2 separate regions of the Triticum aestivum genome follow, and region 1 is linked to region 2. A link is a contact called in public Hi-C data. All regions are on one chromosome and are shown on one strand. The core of a region is the stretch at or near the end of the contact, and the rest is flanking DNA. Distances in the headings are between cores, read along the strand shown. Region 1 holds the start of LOC123072164 (2-hydroxyacyl-CoA lyase). Region 2 holds the start of LOC123072161.

The links. A called contact is a pair of places that touch in the nucleus more often than the background predicts.
Region 1: a Hi-C map of leaf shows a contact between it and region 2, with 6 times the contacts expected there. The contact joins the promoter of LOC123072164 here to the promoter of LOC123072161 in region 2. A contact is called at or near these places in 3 of 5 Hi-C or Micro-C datasets (all in leaf) and 1 of 1 datasets of contacts at active chromatin or transcription factors (leaf).

The regions. Positions count from the first base shown.
Region 1 is chr3B:747,507,204-747,511,118 of IWGSC CS RefSeq v2.1, reverse strand. It overlaps LOC123072164 (2-hydroxyacyl-CoA lyase), which reads left to right and starts at 1,328. Exons shown (of 2, transcript XM_044495724.1): 1 at 1,328-3,041. The coding sequence starts at 1,635.
Region 2 is chr3B:747,115,805-747,119,683 of IWGSC CS RefSeq v2.1, reverse strand. It overlaps LOC123072161, which reads left to right and starts at 2,110. Exons shown (of 7, transcript XM_044495721.1): 1 at 2,110-2,580; 2 at 2,846-2,964; 3 at 3,039-3,104; 4 at 3,413-3,610. The coding sequence starts at 2,274.

The DNA of each region.
Region 1 (3,915 bases), core at 79-2,578, 390 kb before region 2:
AGATCGCTCCAGCCTCGCCTCCTCGACCGGATCTGGCCGGAGATCGCAGCCGCCGCGCCGGACATCTTCTGCATCGCGGCCAGCCTCGACCTGCAGCTTGTCTCGCTCGCCAGCAACCGAATAACAAAAACACAGGGTCTTTTTTGTAAGAACGACGTATATTATATATCCACTTAAAAAGGGACTGCGGGTTGAATAACAAAAAGGACAGGGACTATTTTGCAAAATCGCTAGCGAAGACGGACGACAGAAACCCAATTTTCTTTATTATTAGGTAAAGATAAAGATTAGATTTTTGTCCGATGGGTTCCTATTTCTCTGGACCCACTACAAATCTAATGTCATGTTTTCAAACATGCCAAAAAAAATTATGTACTGTGAGCCTGGCAATTCCCTTTAGCATGTTTGGCAAATCCTGACTCCATATTCTTAGCGCTTTCAGTTTCTTTTGTGTGTCATGCCAAAAATGCTTTTAGTTTTTTTTTCGAAAGAGGCATCCAAAGGACATCTTATATTTGAAGGAAAACAATACCGGACAATGAAAGACACTTGGAGGCAAACACCAATACAAAACAAAATTACTCCCTCCCTCCCATAATGTAATACGCTTTTTTACACTAGTGTAGTGTTAAAAAACGTCTTACATTATGGGATGGAGGGAGTATACTATACACCATCCTTTTGGAGATTAAAAATTAGACCGAATGAACAATAGAGGAAATGGACATCTGTGGTGACTTTGCCATTCTCAAAATGTTGTGACGGTTCAGTATCTCGAAAGGTGCCATAAGGATACAGTGAGTGTGTTTATATGAGTGAGCGTATATGCGTGTATGCAAGCATTGCCATGGTACCATGCTCAAAATAGAAATTGGCTGAATTTATAATTTGGGTAAAATCGATTTTGTGAAAGGAGAAATAGTTGGAGAGGAAAGAAAGTTGGAGGGAAAGAAAAGACAGTTGTTGGATCTCTCTCTCTCTCTCTCTCTCTCTCAACACTCTATAAAGCCAACGATAGGTGCTGGGGCAGAAGCAACACAATCACATCTAAAAAGAAAAAAGAAAGATAAAGTACAAAAGGAACAAATGCCGAGAACGACGGATCAACAAAAGTCGCGATCGTTATGCTCACCTAAGATCTCCCATCAAGCTTCTAGACTATGAAGCGCACACCTTGAAGAAGGGATTAATAACTGTTGTGACGATCATTAATAACTGTTGTACTGAGCATATTCATCGATAACCATTTTATCTGGAACTATATTGAGTTGCCTATGTATGTTGGCCTGATCACTTCAGTGGAGGGGAAAGTGCTTTTGAACATGATGATGAAGTCTATGCAGACTCTGGCCAACAAACATGTTGGTGGAGGAGAGGAGAGGAGAGGAGAGGAGAGCAAAAGGAGCACTCTTTCCTCTACATCCAGCAGATTTCCCCACCGGCCGCCGGACGCCACCGGAACCAGATACACCGCAGGCTCCGGGGAGGCGCATCTGCCCCGCCTCGCCCGCCGGCACGCCGCCGCCAGTGACTAACTGACCCCCTTTATAAACTTCCGTGTGCCAGCGAACCCACGCCCAACCACTCTGAGCCGGATCGGAGAAGAACCCACCCATCCCCAGACCACCACACAGATGGCGTCCGACTCCGCCGCGAGGGTCGACGGCAGCGCGCTCGCAGGTCGCGCCCTGGCGGCCGCGGGGGCGCGGCACATGTTCGGGGTGGTGGGCATCCCGGTGACCTCCCTGGCCTCCCGCGCCGCCGCCGCCGGGTGCCGCTTCCTCGCCTTCCGCAACGAGCAGTCCGCGGGGTACGCCGCCGCGGCCTACGGCTTCCTCACGGGCCGCCCCGGCCTGCTCCTCACCGTCTCCGGGCCGGGCTGCGTCCACGGCCTCGCCGGCCTCTCCCACGCCACCGCCAACGCCTGGCCGCTCCTCATGGTCTCCGGCTCCTGCGACCAGCGCGACGCCGGCCGGGGCGACTTCCAGGAGCTCGACCAGATCGCCGCTACCAGGCCCTTCGCCAAGCTCGCCGTCAAGGCCGCCGACATCGCCGACATCCCCCGCCTCGTCTTCCAGGCCCTCGCCGCCACCGTCGCCGGCCGCCCCGGCGGGTGCTACCTCGACATCCCCTCCGACGTCCTCCACCAAACCCTCGCCGAATCCGACGCCGCCTCCCTCATAGCAGAGGCCGCGGCCGCGGCCGGTTCCGCCGATCCGTCCCCACCGAAACACAAGTCCCTGGACCAGGGCATCGTGGAGGCGGCCGAGCTGCTCCGGCGCGCGGAACGGCCGCTGATCGTGATCGGGAAGGGCGCGGCGTACGCCCGTGCCGAGGTGGCGATCCAGAAGCTGGTGGACACCACCGGCATCCCCTTCCTCCCGACTCCCATGGGGAAGGGGGTCGTGCCAGATGTGCACCCACTGTCCTCCACCGCCGCGCGTTCCCTCGCCATTGGGCAGTGCGATGTGGCCCTCGTCGTCGGCGCCAGGCTGAACTGGTTGCTTCACTTTGGTGAGCCTCCCAAGTGGTCCAAGGATGTCAAGTTCATACTTGTGGACGTCTCTGAAGATGAGATTGAGCTTCGGAAGCCGCAGGTTGGTCTGGTTGGGGATGCGAAGAAAGTCGTTGAGCTCCTCAACAGGGAGATCAAGGATCAGCCATTCTGCTTGGCGCGGTCGCACCCATGGGTTGATGCAATCACCAAGAAGAGCAAGGATAATGTGCTAAAGATGGAGGCACAGCTTGTGAAGGATGTTGTGCCGTTCAATTTCATGACACCCATGCGGATCATTCGCGATGCGATCCTTGCCGAGGGGAGCCCTGCTCCAGTTGTGGTCTCGGAAGGGGCGAATACCATGGATGTTGGCAGGGCTGTGCTTGTGCAGAATGAGCCAAGGACAAGACTGGATGCAGGGACATGGGGGACGATGGGTGTTGGGTTGGGGTACTGTGTTGCGGCAGCAGTGGCTGAGCCAGAGCGGCTCGTAGTTGCTGTGGAGGGCGACTCTGGATTCGGTTTCAGTGCAATGGAGGTTGAGGTATGTGTAATGACATCCACTACTTGGTTTAATTGTGCAAAAGTATTATTGGTAGTACCCTTCTTTGTTTCACGTTGTTATGCTATTATCATGTTGTTGTGAGCTGAAATTGACATTTTTTGGGTGAGGCAAGCAAGGGTAGTAGATTGGTCACTTCGTGCCACTGTCAATGAGCATTTCTACCGCGCTTGGAAGGTACTGGTACCTCCTAAGCAGAACTGAACACTGAAAAGTAGATGCAACTTCTTACTGGGTTACAGATGCCAAAAGAGAAGATCAAAGACAGCAAACACACATCTCACTCAGCAACATAAATTAATATTCAGAAGACATCTTTAACTCACTGACACAGAAACACAGACACTAAACCCCAGCATTCTATACTTTACGAACAGCTATAGGTAAAATCGAGCTGTGGGGGCTGTGGCAGGGGTGGATGAGTATGGATGGAAGGATGCACCGCAAACGGTTGGATCTGAAAAGGAGCACCTCGAGGTCATTGCGGAGGCCTAGCTCCGGCTGGTGGTACCTTGTAATGTCGGAGTACGTGTTTAAGGTTGATGCTGATGGTGATGAGCATGTGACGCTCGTGCAGCCGATGCTGCAGTTACTGCCGGCGGCCTGCTACGCATAGGCCGGACTTGTAGATGAGAAGCGAAGCAGGGGAGATAGGTGGTCTAGCTAGGGAAACTCATGGAGGAGGCGTGGGGATTGACGGTATGTTTGCCCGTTAAGAGTGATTAGAGGCATATACGGGCTTTTTTCTTCTTACTCATAAACAGTAGGGGAGAGCTTGCGCGTGCATGAAGTTGTTGCAAGCAGCCCATGAGGGATAGGGTTGTCCCTGGTGTAGTCTCTGTGAGGGATAGGGTTG
Region 2 (3,879 bases), core at 861-3,360:
GGCGGAGCTTGAAAGAAAAAGTTGGGCGGGTCAGATTAAAGAAGAACACACGTTTTTCTAAAATTTTGAATGATGAGCATTAGTATATGATACACGGTTATAAGATGGAGCAAGCACATATGCACATATTTCTGGCTATTGCTTATCAAATGAGCAATTTGGTGTTGCCTTGCTGCTGTGTGTGATGTACTGATGTGTAGTCCATGCAGGCTATTGCTTATCAAATGGGGAATTTGGTGTTGCCTTTGGTGTTGTGTTTATACCGATGTGTCTCAGCAAAATTCAGTTCAGCACCGGCACGTATGGATGTTGGAGCCTTGGAGTAGAGCAGACGCAACACACAGGCCAGGGGCTCATGTGCCCGCAGTTCGGCCCCTTATATTTTAGAAATGATGGAATATTTAGTTTGGCGGGTGGGGGAGATGATAGAGTGTGTTTTATTTTTATTTATAATGCAATGATTTAGTGAGCCCTTCTTGGTGTGATTATACATTATCCGCTAACCAACCTATATTTATGTGGTGAAAATTCTATATCAGTGGTGGCATGTATTACAATGTTGGTGCTACAATATTACATGATGGCGCTTTTTTTTTCAGATGGTGGGAGGGTGCGCGGGATTGATACGTTTTTACATGCCAGTTGTTGCTGATTGACTTGAAAAATCGTTGGCCCGGTCAAAATCTTAAATCAAATCCAAAATTGAAAGAAAGTGGTTCAAAATTAGGAAATATAGTGAATTAAAATAATTGAATGAGAAAACTTGATAAAGTGTTATCCATTCAAAATTGGGTGATCCAATTCTAAATTGAACACCTCAATTAATTGTGGAGTCTTAGAAAATAAGAACCATATTGTATAGTATCCCCTCTATTTCTAAATATAAGTTTTTCTAGAGATTTCAATAGGAGACTACATACGGAGCAAAATGAGTGAATCTACACTCTAAAATATGTCTATATACATTTGTATGTAGTCCATAGTGAAATCTCTAAAAATACCTATATTTATTAGGAATGGAGGGCTTTGAGAAATTGTTGACCCCGTCAAAATGAGGCGATCCAATTTAAATTAAAGACCTTAATTGGACATGACATCTCTAAAACTAGGTTAGTGTTACAGAGGATTAAGCTTCAACTCATTCGGACGAGCAGTTTGAGTGAATCAATATTCTGATGTTTGCGCCCGAAATTTGACAAAACCTCTTTTAGGGTAATTTGACTAAACTTTGACCGAAGGGATGTACCCAAGAAAAGAAGTTTCCAGACGAGAAGCCAGTAACCAGTCCGTGCGTTTAGGCCATCTTCACCGTGACTCCAAAACGTCCAGGTCTGTCCGTTTGGATCTAAACAGATAAATGAAGTGGCTGAACGTGCAACCTCATTCGTAAAAAGACGTCCGCTTTTGGTCCGCTTTGCCCCATCCCGAGCCCAAATTTAGTTCGGCTTTGCGGTCGAGCGGACATCAAGCGAACGCTTTCTCGTCCGCGCCTGGACCCACTGGTCACCCACTCAGGCCTCCCATCGGTCTCTCTCTCACTTTTTTTCTCTCTCTCTCTCCTCGCCATAGCAGCTACAGCAGCGGCGACTCCTCGGCAAAATGCGGCAGGGCCGACGCTGCTGGGGGCGCGGCGGCGGCACGCTGGCGGGCGTGGCCCCGACGAGAGAACGAAGCATGGGCGAGCACGGGAGGCGGGGCGGCGCTGCGGGCATGGTGAGCTCGGACGCGGCACGGGCGCGTTGGCCGGCGTGGCCCCGGCGAGAGAGCGAGGCATGAGCGAGCACGGGAGGCGGGCTGGCGCCGCGGGAGTGGCCACGCGGGCCGGCGCAGGCGCAGGCCGGGCGTGGCGAGCTCGGGCGCGGGCTGGGGGTGAGGCTAGAATTCCTCATTGCCATTCCAAACGGACGAAATCCGGACGAAACGGACGTCCGTTTGGGGTCATGCGATGGAGTTGGATTTAGAATTTTCGATCATCCAGCCACGTCCCCGTCGTGGATGACGTGGACTGTGACTCCCCGAGCAGCGTCCTTATCGGAACCCACTCCCACCATTCTCCCGCTGCCACCGGGCCCCAGCCACTCCATTCCTCGCGCCCACTGCGCCCCGGGACCCACCACCACATTCCTTTCTTCCACCCCAAGAGCAGGGCCGGCTTCTTTCTTCCGCTTGATTTTTTTTCATCAAAGTCGATTTGATACCGGCGCGGATCGGAACGGAACCGAGCTGAGCGGCACTCGCGACCGAGCAAACCCTAACTTGCTGACCATTCTTCGATGGCCAACCCCTCTATGGCGGCCGGCGGCGGGGTGCCGTGGGCGGAGGGGGCCCGCGCCGTCGGGGCCCAGATCCGCAACCGCCTCCGCGTGGCGCCCGTCGACCGCCGCTGGCTCTGGCGCCGCCCCGAGGGCCGCGCCGCCTCCGAGGCCGTGCGCCAGTGGTCCGACCGCCTCCGCGCCATCCTGCAGCGGGACAAGCAGAACCAGGGACCCGACCAGCAGCAGGGCCCCGGTTCCCCGGACGCCAGCGCCGCCGCGGCGGCGAAGCCCTCCTCTAGCGCCTTCAAGTTCTACAGGAAGAAAGGTACGCCAATCTCTTGTCTGGTGCCACTGGTCTCATAGCTCCATGTCAAAAACCATTGCGAAACGAATGCTTGTTTGATGTCACCTGTTGGTAATATCCTTTGTACTACTATCTGAGTCCATAACAATCTGATTTAGCCTAATGAGATGATAAATGTGGCGCTCCGTCCTGGTGATGTATCCTTTATCTTACTCTCATGATACGAGGGGGAATACTGTTTCCCTCATTGCACCAGTTTCTAAATCGCATCACTTTGTCAATGCAGTGGGCAAAGAAGTTAACGGGGTCGAAGACTCCGTGATTTTCCGCTCGCTCCAAGCGCTGGCCGTTCCTCTTATCGGGAATGCTTGCCATGTTTTTATGCATGGCCTTAACTCTGTCCAGGTATTGTAGCTCAAGAGTGATTGATTGTCCGAATTCGAGTGCACAGGCTTCTGCTAACCTGTCAAGTTGTGCAGATTTATGGTGCAGAGAAACTTCAGCAGGCGTTACAAGAGAGGCCTAAAGACAAGCCTCTGCTAACGGTATGTGCTCATGTGGTCGAATAATTGCAAAATGTTACTCCATTTCATTGCATGACATGTTGTCTGAAGGTCGCTAGTAGTCATAAATCCATACTCTTATATGACTGCAACTTGTACTGAAGTGGTGAATTGGTGGTATATGTTCTTTTAGAAGACGATGACCTGCATATTTTCTCTTAAGAATTGTGGCATCGCTTAACTTTTGAACATTAGTCAAGTTTTACATACCGCATTTCTTCCTAACTGCATATTTCTCCACTATGCATTCTTCTAATCACACTATGCTTCTATCATTTTTATAATCCTAGGTCAGCAATCACGTGGCTGCTATGGATGACCCTTTTGTGATTGCCTCCCTTCTGCCACCATCTGTTATGTTGGAAGCACAAAAGCTGAGATGGACACTATGTGCGACTGATCGTTGCTTTACAAATCCAGTTCTGTCCACGTTCTTCAGGTCTGTTAAAGTGTTGCCTGTTAACCGTGGTGAAGGCATCTACCAAAAGGTATGAGATACATTTTGTTTACCGTATGTAGGGGTCTAAAGTTATTTATTTCAGGTATGTGTGCAGTAGATTGGCCATGCAAATTTTGATGTTGGTAAACCAGTTTATTTATGGTATATACTTGGAGAAATGTTGATATTTAGTTTTTTTGACTAATGGTGCCATTTAAACCAGTGTCACATTGTTGGGAGATACTCACTGGGCTTTGCCTAGCTCAGTTAAACTTCCCATCATTATATTAAGACCATGAACTTAACCACTAGCATGCT